3 separate regions of the Mus musculus genome follow, and regions 1 and 3 are each linked to region 2. A link is a contact called in public Hi-C data. All regions are on one chromosome and are shown on one strand. Each heading gives the region's core, a stretch centred on a gene start, on an enhancer-like site or on the middle of the called end of the contact. The rest is flanking DNA. Distances are from core to core; before and after follow the strand shown. Region 1 overlaps Usp6nl (USP6 N-terminal like). Region 2 overlaps Celf2 (CUGBP, Elav-like family member 2). Region 3 has its middle 190 kb from the start of 5031426D15Rik.

Region 1 (2,899 bases), core at 150-2,649, 330 kb after region 2:
CAAATATCAGCTAGCATTAATTATTCTGTATAGTCTAATCTCCTCACATCAGAAACATGAAATAGGTATCATTACTGGTCATTAAACAGATAGGAACATTATTAGATTAATTAACCTGCAGAGATCTTACAGCTTTTAAGCTCCAGAATAACACTGCGACCAAAGCAATGAGGCTGCAAGCTTTTCTAAATCTGTCACATGCTCTATGAATAAGCAAAATGAGAAGCAATCAAACCATGGTTTGTCAAGAAAACTTGTCAGCATTAGCTCAACATTAAATAAGGGCAAGAGCCAAGGAAATACGCTTGCGTTCAGGAGACAGAGGAGGGTAAATAAAGCTGCAGAGCGAGCAAGGCCTGGTGAAGAGCAGCTTCTCGGATCAGCTCCCATGTAAACTGGGCCTCACTACCTGTCAGATGACACAGCTCCACCGTGCTCAGGCCACAGCCCCCACTGCCAGTTACATGCTCCAGAAACTCTCAACTGTACATTTCAAATGAGAAAGTGAGACTTGGAGGTAAAGCTACTTGTCTTACACTATGTTAGCATGGAGCCCCAAGCTCAACATGTGTATCAAGGCACAGCACCACAGAAGGTAAAGAGACATGAGAACACATCCCAGTAAATAAAGGATATGCCACCAAGAAAACAGCGCCCAGGAGCCAGGAAGTGGGCTGGTGGATTTCCACAGTCTCAAAGCAATAGGCTCTGGTTGTGTTTCTACAAGCAACTATCCTCCCCACGTAAGAGGAGACGCTGCCGTGATTCCTCGGCATGCTGACTCGCTACACTCTAAGGTGCGTGGTGCTGAAGTGGTTTCCCTTCACTGGAATCATTATAAAGTGCTAACGTGTTTTAAGGATACAAGATGGACTTTTGTAGAAGCTGCTTATTATAAACAAGTATGCAAGTTTCTTCAAGAGTTAAACTGAAGTAGTTTGGTATTACTGCATGTACCATTAAGTACAATAAAGCTTTATTTTTAAAAAATATCTTACTAGCTTCCAACTGCAAGTTGATGGGCAGGAAAAAAAAAGCGCCCACAAAGGGCTTTTGTACCCAATATCCTGTCTCTAATTTATACTCCAGTTAACAGAAGTCAGTTCTACAGTAATTTTGTTCAATTCTTTCCAATCTCTTTTATATATCTATATAGCACATACACTCTTTGGAGCAAAAACTTAATTCTAAAGATCAAACTTTAAAGGCAGTATTTTTAACATATCTACCACTGGCAAATTATGGTATGTGAATATTATACAAAGACTTCAGTATTTCCCAACAAAGACAGTTTCGTAAAGCAAACTCAGTATCCTCCACAAAGCTTGAGGGCAGGGCGTGAGCTGACTGTCCCTGCCTCAGTGAAGGCACAGCTGCTTCAGACAGCATCCGCTTAAACCCAACTTTGGTATCACTTTGAATATCAGTATGAATAAATTAAAAGTAGAGCAGGAGCAGAGTTGTGGCTCAGTTGGTAAAGTGATTGTCCTCCAAGCATGAAACCCACATAAAAAAAGCAGCTGCACCGGGCGTGTGCTTGTAGTCACCCCAGCTCACGCCAGCGCTAGAACGGCAGACCCTAGGTCCTAAGTTCCAGTGAGGCTGTCTCAAAAAACAAGGTGGATGGCTCCTGAAATATATACTCTCAAGGCTAACCTATAGCTTCCACATGCACAGGTATGAACATGCACACTCTCATACATATGTATCCCCTTACACAAACACATAAGTAAAACTAGAGTTGGCCTGGACAAACTCTTAACTTACACATGAGTAGTTCACAACTTCCTGTAAGAAGCCTGAACTGTTGTACAGTGTACATGACACTATATCTTCAATGTAACAAGTCCTTATTTGGGCATTTTAAGACTTTTTATTTTTTTATTTTACTTTATTTTATTTTATTTTTTCGAGACAGGGTTTCTCTGTATAGCTCTGGCTATCCTGGAACTCACTCGGTAGACCAGGCTGGCCTCAAACTCAGAAATCCGCCCTGCCTCTGCCTCCCAAGTTCTGGGATTAAAGGCATGTGCCACCACTGTCCATCTTAAGACTTTTTTAAACCACATTTATTTACATGCATGCACCCACTTATCACATTGAGACAGAGGAATTTTTGTTGGGCACCAGCAGGATGGGAATAAAGTTGCCAGTACTTTAATCCTGAGACAAATTTTGAAAAATAACTTTTAAAATAGCTACAATTTATCTAGTTGTAACCCTTGTATGTGGGCCATGAGTGAGGAAACCTGCCCACGGCAGCCAGAGGAGGCAGAGCCGCGCCTGTAGGGAAGGACAAAGCCCTGGACTCCTGAGGACGATGCCTGGAAAGAATGGGCAAGAGAAATGGCTCCAGCTGTGGGGGTAGGAGGTCTGAGGACCCCTCAGCTCTGTGTGACATTTTCTCTGGCCTTAAACTCACTCCTCAGTTGAACAGCTTTCCCTCATTCTCTACTTGTTGGTTTTTCCTCAATTCTGTCACTTCCCTTCCTTCTGCTGACAGTACAGAGATGAGGTCTCTGGTGCTCATCACATCCTTGATATCTGAAGATTTTATATTTATCAATTCCAGCTGTGCAGCAACTCCTAGAGGTAGTATGTATCAATGGGTATTTTCCTGAGACACTGTGACTAGAAAACCCAATCACTGACCTAGCAAGTCAGCCTCACTGCCTAGCTATGCTAGTCCCTGCCAATGTAGCTTTGTTTTTCTTGACTATCACAGGACAGAAAGCTGTGGAGATGGCAGTGGGGGTGGGGATGGGGGTGAGGATTACCAACAAAAACTAAACAAAACAAAAAAAATGCATTAGCCTCAGTAATTAAAAAAAAAAAGAAACATTTATTTCATGTATATGAATGTCTTACCTACATGTATGTCCATGCTACATGCTCTGCA
Region 2 (3,082 bases), core at 398-2,897:
TTTACTAGGAAAATATTATGATAAATGCTAGTAATTCGGAATTGGTCCTGTTGCCATATTTCACACACACACACACACACACACACGTGTACATGAGCATGGCTGCATAAGAAAGTGAATATGGCTAATCATTCTCACTTTCCACAGGACTTTTGAAGGTTCTTCTTTAAATCAGCTTAGTTTGGTATTTGTTTTCTTTATGTCTGTGAGAATGTTTAGCAACAGAATATGGGTTTATTTAAAAGAAAATATAACCCACATGCTTGACTGCATTGAGAGTAACCAGTGAAAGAACAACTACATTGTGCACACCACTGCTGCCCTCCAGGCACATTGTCCTTCTCCCTGCTCCTAATAGAGACAGGGAGCATCCAGCTTCAGTGTTGACACTGAGCAACATGCTTCAGTGGGACAAAACAAAACTGGACTTTGGGGGGTTTGTTTATTTGTATATATTTTAAAGTCTTTTGTAAAATACTCAATAAGGAATTACATTTTATAGTGAAGGGCCATTTTGTCCTTTCTCTTTCCGACTCCTTAAGTAACTTGTTCACTTTGGTGATGATACTGATTAACCCAGGACAGGATAAGGAGATCTTTTAGCTCCTGCTGTTTCCAAAACATTTCCCCCATACTGTAATGAAAGGGGAGGAGAGGTTTGTGGGCAGTTACAATCTCCATCGATCCTGAGGGAAGCTGATGTGTTTTAACAGTGGCCTTAGAGGGCAACCATGTGTAGCTCAATTCACACAGCCTGATTAAAACAAGTAATAAACAAACAAACAGCAGCACAGGGTTCCTGGGAGAAGGTAAACTTTGACTGGGAGCTCTTGCCACATTACCTGCTGCGTGCCCTCTGTCCTACTGCAGTGTCACTTGGTCTTTTACTAAGCAACCCAGTTAGGCAGAGAAAAGTAAGTGCCATTTCCAGGCCCAGTCCCCACTCCTCGCCAACCAGGCTGCTGAGTGTGTTACTCTCTTTGTGAAGTGGACATCTGTCAAACGGGAGCTCAACTGTGACTAGCAGTTCATTTTACACAGGCCATCATACAGCTGCCAGATGGTGACAGGCCTTAGCTGTTTTGTGAGTCCAGTGTGAGTTGTTCAACTCGAGAAGTGGAAAACACAGTCTTTCCACAAGCCTATGACTCTTCAGAGAAAATGCTTCTGGAAGCCAAGACTTTGCTCTAATCTGAGTGAAGGTAGAAAAAGACTTAAGAAAGGGTAATGAGTAAATATACCACATTTAAAAATTGCTTCTTTTAGGTTTTAGTCTTTATCTAATTGTGCTTTAATCTGTGTTTGGAAGCACTGCTTTTAAGCCAGACATGCCAGACTTTAGAGTTAAGTCCCAAGGCCAATAAGTTTGAGATCATTTAAGAAACAAAAGGGGAGTGCCATGGCAGAACCTAGTTGTCTAACCAAGCTCAGTGCCATGGCAGAATGTGGTTGTCTAACCAAGCTCATCACTAGTGTGTGGACCTGCCACACATCCTCAGGACTGGGATGCTTGGGAGATAAGGAAGAGATACTGGCTCTGGCTTCCTTCACCATGCATCAGCCAAGGAGCTGCATGAGAGTGAATAGAACTGTGGTGAGCTGCCCTAGCAACAGTCCTGTGCTACCGACTCTCCATCACATGTCTGCAATGAAAACACTGTGCTTTGAGAGGACTTTAAAGTCAGGAAACCGTTAAACCACACTGCATCCTCCTTTGCCCTCAACCACTCCCCCTCCCCCCCTCAGGAAAATGGACCCTCTTTTATAGAACAGGAACCTGAAACAAAGATTAAGTGGTATGTTTGAACAGAGTTTATAATCCCAGGAAAATTGCTGATCTAGTCTTAAAATCTAACACATCTTTCAGAGTAATTTTTAATGTTCTTGCTTCTTTTACCTAAACCATGTGTGTTTCTTGTGACCTTGATTTAACCTTAATAGTGTATATGAAGTTCAAAAGGCAGCTTAGCCTCCATCTTTTTTGTTCCTGGCATTTTTTTTTTCAAATAAAAAGAGTCATATAATATTATACTGTTAAAAATCAAAGCTCGATGAACACTTTGAAAATCTTTTTGAGTTTTTAAGACTTATTTTCATAAATCTTCATACATTTCTTGTTAGAAGAATGTCTTTTGTATTCCAAAAACTCCTATGCCTCGATCAGTGTCTAGAATGAGAGAGACATTCAAAATTCTCCGAAGACTGACTGAATGAAATGAGCTCTACTTTGTGGCTTAGCACTAGCTTACCCGTTTTTAGTTATTCTCACCAAGCAGGCACAAGCTTCTGTACATCTGTGCGCTTACACTGCCATCCCTATGTGATAGACAGTGTGAGGTAGCCTGGAAATACAAGGACAGCGTGGTCTAGGTCCACAGCGTTTTAATACTCTTTTAGAAATTGGAGTAGAGTGTACCATTTTATAGTTGAATTTGTGTTTGTCTGTGCTTGCACATGCATGTATGTATTATAGAAAGGGGAATTGTAACATTCTTTTTTAAAGCTGTGACCAAAGAAATGATATTAACAATAGTAATGTACAAATCAAACAAAAGAATATCAGTACTGTTCTGTGTTCATTTTCGATGTGTGCATTACCTTGCCAGATACACACTAAAAACCAGACTTCTAATAGTAGAACTTACTAGGTTTCAGGGAAGGCTGCACCTAACCTCTACTCAGCACAGCTAAAAAGGAAGTTTTCACTTGGGCTGGCAAGATGACTCGTTGGTTAAGTGTGCTTGTTGGACAAGGCTGATGATTTGAGTTTGATCCCCAGGACCCACATGAAAGGGGTCGGTAAGGACAGACGTCACCAAGTTGTCCACACACACCTTTTTTTTAAAAAAGATGTTTGCTCTACCCACAATCCTGCTGTGATGTCTGTTAGCACTCCAAAATGTACAGAACTGAGGCGCTTCTTATGTGTGGTTCTATTTATTGACGCATTTATAACCCTCAGTTACTTGGGACCAGAAGGAGCAGACCGACAGTGCGTTTTATAAATTGCTGAACTGACACTTTTGGTACTGGGGCATATGCGCTTTACTAGCTTCAGTACATCTCTGTGCCAGGTTTAATT
Region 3 (2,847 bases), core at 199-2,698, 410 kb before region 2:
AGAGGGGGAAGGACGGAGGAAGCGACCAAGTACAATGTTTCCTTATTATTCTGTCATGGAGTTTGTCCCAGGATGACTGTATGCCATGTAGTTTAAAACTTACAGGGAGCCTTTGAAAAAACGAAGCATGAAAGTCTATAAACTGGTTCCTTGTAGGATGAACTTAATCGAGCCTCCAGCCTTTCTCTCCCCCCTATCAGTTGTATTCCAATGCCCACAATCTATCTATAGGTGCCACCAATGAAGGGTTAGCAGTTGGATGATATTGGCATAGCTATCAGCAATCTGCAGATTTTCATTTGGGGTTGTGGCATCCTGAAATAAGTTGAAGCAGAAATAATATCCCTGGGTTGAGAGATTTCAAATTCTATTTATTGATAGGTGAAGTACAGGACCAGATACTAGTAAGTGAACAAAGTTGGCAGAGGGTAGAAATAACTTTCAGACTCCCAGCCACAACAGTGAAAGAGAAAACAAAAAGAAGAGGAGACACCAGCTGCTCTTTATTCTTTGGTGTGTTAAGCTTCACTACACCTGGGGCTCTTTATTTGCCTTTCTTTGGGCTCCCCGGTTTGCTTTATTCTCTCTGGAACTCTGTAAGGAATCAGCAGCATTAAATCCTGCAGCAATGCTTGCTGGGAAGCCCAGAGAAGTCACCAATATGAGTCAGCATAATAACATCTTCCTGTCTGGAACAAAGGCAGCATTCATCATCATTTAAGTGGACATATGATGCTGCTAGTCAAAGCCTCAGCCACAGATCACATCAGTGTCCCATTACAGAGGCAGCACTGTCCCAGGACCCGCTTGGAATAGGAATCTCAAGGCTGGGCTGGATGGTGGGGGTGTCTCACTCAAGCTTCAAGGAAAATTAAAGGCACTAAATCAGCTGGTTAATTATCTGTGTCATTGACCTTGGAGCCTTAATGGGAAAATGTATTTCAGACACCGAATGCCTGTAAACAAAGAATTATAAGGTGTAGTACCCATCTCATAATTGACAGACCGGAGTGCATTTAAACAGTGTACACTTTCCTCTATGACATTTGCTTCTGTCCCTCTGATTATGTCTTCTTCAATTTCCCCCAAAGCGATACAATGTGTCTTATAACTTCACTTGTCTTTAAAGTTGTGCATGAGCAAAGATTCTCCAAGAGCTTTTCCTATCTCCCAGTTGTCTTCTGCATTTCCTTAACCTTGCCAGAAGCTGAAGTCCTCAGATCCTTGCTACGTTGTTGAAGGAACTACCATCAGTGAAGAAAAAGACTGCAACACACAGTACTACCATCCTTTCTGTGATCTAACATTCAATTTCATCACCATGGCAAATCCCAAGGGCATTGTGCTGTGACTCCATGGTGAAAAGAAAAACACAGCATGGTAATGCTGAGCCCAACCCAGCCTGCGTGAAGCAGGTGTCAGCCTGGAGCCAGCACTGAAGGCATCAGTGACCATTCACTGAGCAGTCAGGCATGGCTCATCCTGACCCTGCACCTCAAGGGAACTGCGTGGCCCTAACAGCACACAGAAGAGTCACCAATAGTAGAGAAGTCTAAATTCTTGTCTTCTACTTCTTGCCAAAAATTAAGGAAGTCAGACTTCATGGTTTTCTGAATATGCCTGCGTATATTAAAACCACAGAAATAAGACACACTACAGTCAAGAAAAGGACATAGTCCTCCTAGTGTGACGTTTCTTTATTACCATTCATTGGCCGGCCTCTCATTTTTCCATGAGATTCCCTCTTTATCCCAACGTGGTCCTCCCCTTTGCCCCTCAAACTCTGTGGTTCTGGAAGTCTTCCTCTTGCTCCTGAACGGATTCCATCCAGAGAGCCGCTTTGTTTGCTCTCCATTGTGTGGGAAGAACTGGCCATTTTATTGGTTCATTCACTATCCTGGTTCCTGTTCCTTACACCATTATTGCTTGATTCGTTTAACTCATAAGGCACCAGAAAGAGAGACTGACAGGAATAGGGAAGGAAGAGGGGGAGGAGAGAAAAGAGAGACAGAAGGGATGGGATAAAAGGGAAGAGAGAGAAAGAGACACGGGAAAGAAAGTAGAGTGGGAGAGAAGGAGATTATCGAAGCTTCTGGGTTCCTAGAAAGAAATTCAACCTATGCTAGACTTTTACATACACCAAGATTTCCAGCTCGTGCTTAGGACCGGAGACAGCATTCCAGGATGCTCTGGGAAAGACTAGCATCCAGCTTTGAGAGAGAAGCTCTCTGGGCTCAGGCTCAGTCCCAGCTAATTTAATGTCTGTGCCAAGGAAATTTTCTGTGAGTGGAAGCACTTAACTCCTTAAGCAAACAATTCAAGAAAGATCTACGGAAAATAAGGTTTAGAGAGGGGGGGGGGGGAGTTGTTGGTTTCTAATAAGTCCTAGCACTTCATATTACACGCTCTAGATTTTACCCCAAGATTTCCCATAGATGGTCTCAGCTGCTCTGAGCATGTGCTTAATAGATAGATACTTGCTCCCTGGGAACTGAGAGAAAAAAAAAAACCAGGAATCACATGAGATTGTCCATAAGTCAGGATGTCACTGAGAGCAAAGGCTAGCTAAATTCGAACACATGGAGCAATGGGTTTTTCTCTTGTGAGAAGTCATCTGAGCACTTGTGATCTTTGGACATTTGGGGGCAGCTTTCAACGCTTCCCATTTACTGCCCAGGGAAGCAACTCTCTCCCTGTTGTGAGCCTTGTGAGCTTGCTTGTGAGATGAATTTGCTAATGGGCTTGAGGGTGGAGATCACTTACTTAGGCTCCAACAATCTGTGATTATGAAACACAGGCCCTCCAGATCCCACAACCTGGCCAGGCAGTCCAGGACAGGAAAATGCG

What was found. A called contact is a pair of places that touch in the nucleus more often than the background predicts.
Region 1: a contact with region 2 is called in a Hi-C map of pre-B cells, with 4 times the contacts expected there. The contact joins two enhancer-like sites.
Region 3: a Hi-C map of pro-B cells shows a contact between it and region 2, with 3 times the contacts expected there. The contact joins two enhancer-like sites. A contact is called at or near these places in 1 of 15 datasets of contacts at CTCF or cohesin (large pre-B cells), 2 of 484 Hi-C or Micro-C datasets (pre-B cells and pro-B cells) and 1 of 115 datasets of contacts at active chromatin or transcription factors (fibro-adipogenic progenitors).

Annotation. Positions count from the first base shown.
Region 1 is chr2:6,374,796-6,377,694 of GRCm38.p6, reverse strand. The region is part of intron 2 of Usp6nl (USP6 N-terminal like); the gene reads right to left. Among named protein-coding and RNA genes, the nearest start is that of Usp6nl, 53 kb to the right of the region's middle. Within about 2 kb of position 1,399, at least 54 of the 459 cell types and tissues checked have an H3K27ac peak or open chromatin away from gene starts, as enhancers often do. A contact at or near this core is called in pre-B cells, where this site is marked.
Region 2 is chr2:6,706,061-6,709,142 of GRCm38.p6, reverse strand. The region is part of intron 2 of Celf2 (CUGBP, Elav-like family member 2); the gene reads left to right. Among named protein-coding and RNA genes, the nearest start is that of Celf2, 180 kb to the left of the region's middle. Within about 2 kb of position 1,647, at least 128 of the 459 cell types and tissues checked have an H3K27ac peak or open chromatin away from gene starts, as enhancers often do. A contact at or near this core is called in pre-B cells and pro-B cells, where this site is marked.
Region 3 is chr2:7,113,897-7,116,743 of GRCm38.p6, reverse strand. It overlaps a transcript of Celf2 not described here. Among named protein-coding and RNA genes, the nearest start is that of 5031426D15Rik, 190 kb to the right of the region's middle. Within about 2 kb of position 1,448, at least 75 of the 459 cell types and tissues checked have an H3K27ac peak or open chromatin away from gene starts, as enhancers often do. A contact at or near this core is called in pre-B cells and pro-B cells, where this site is marked.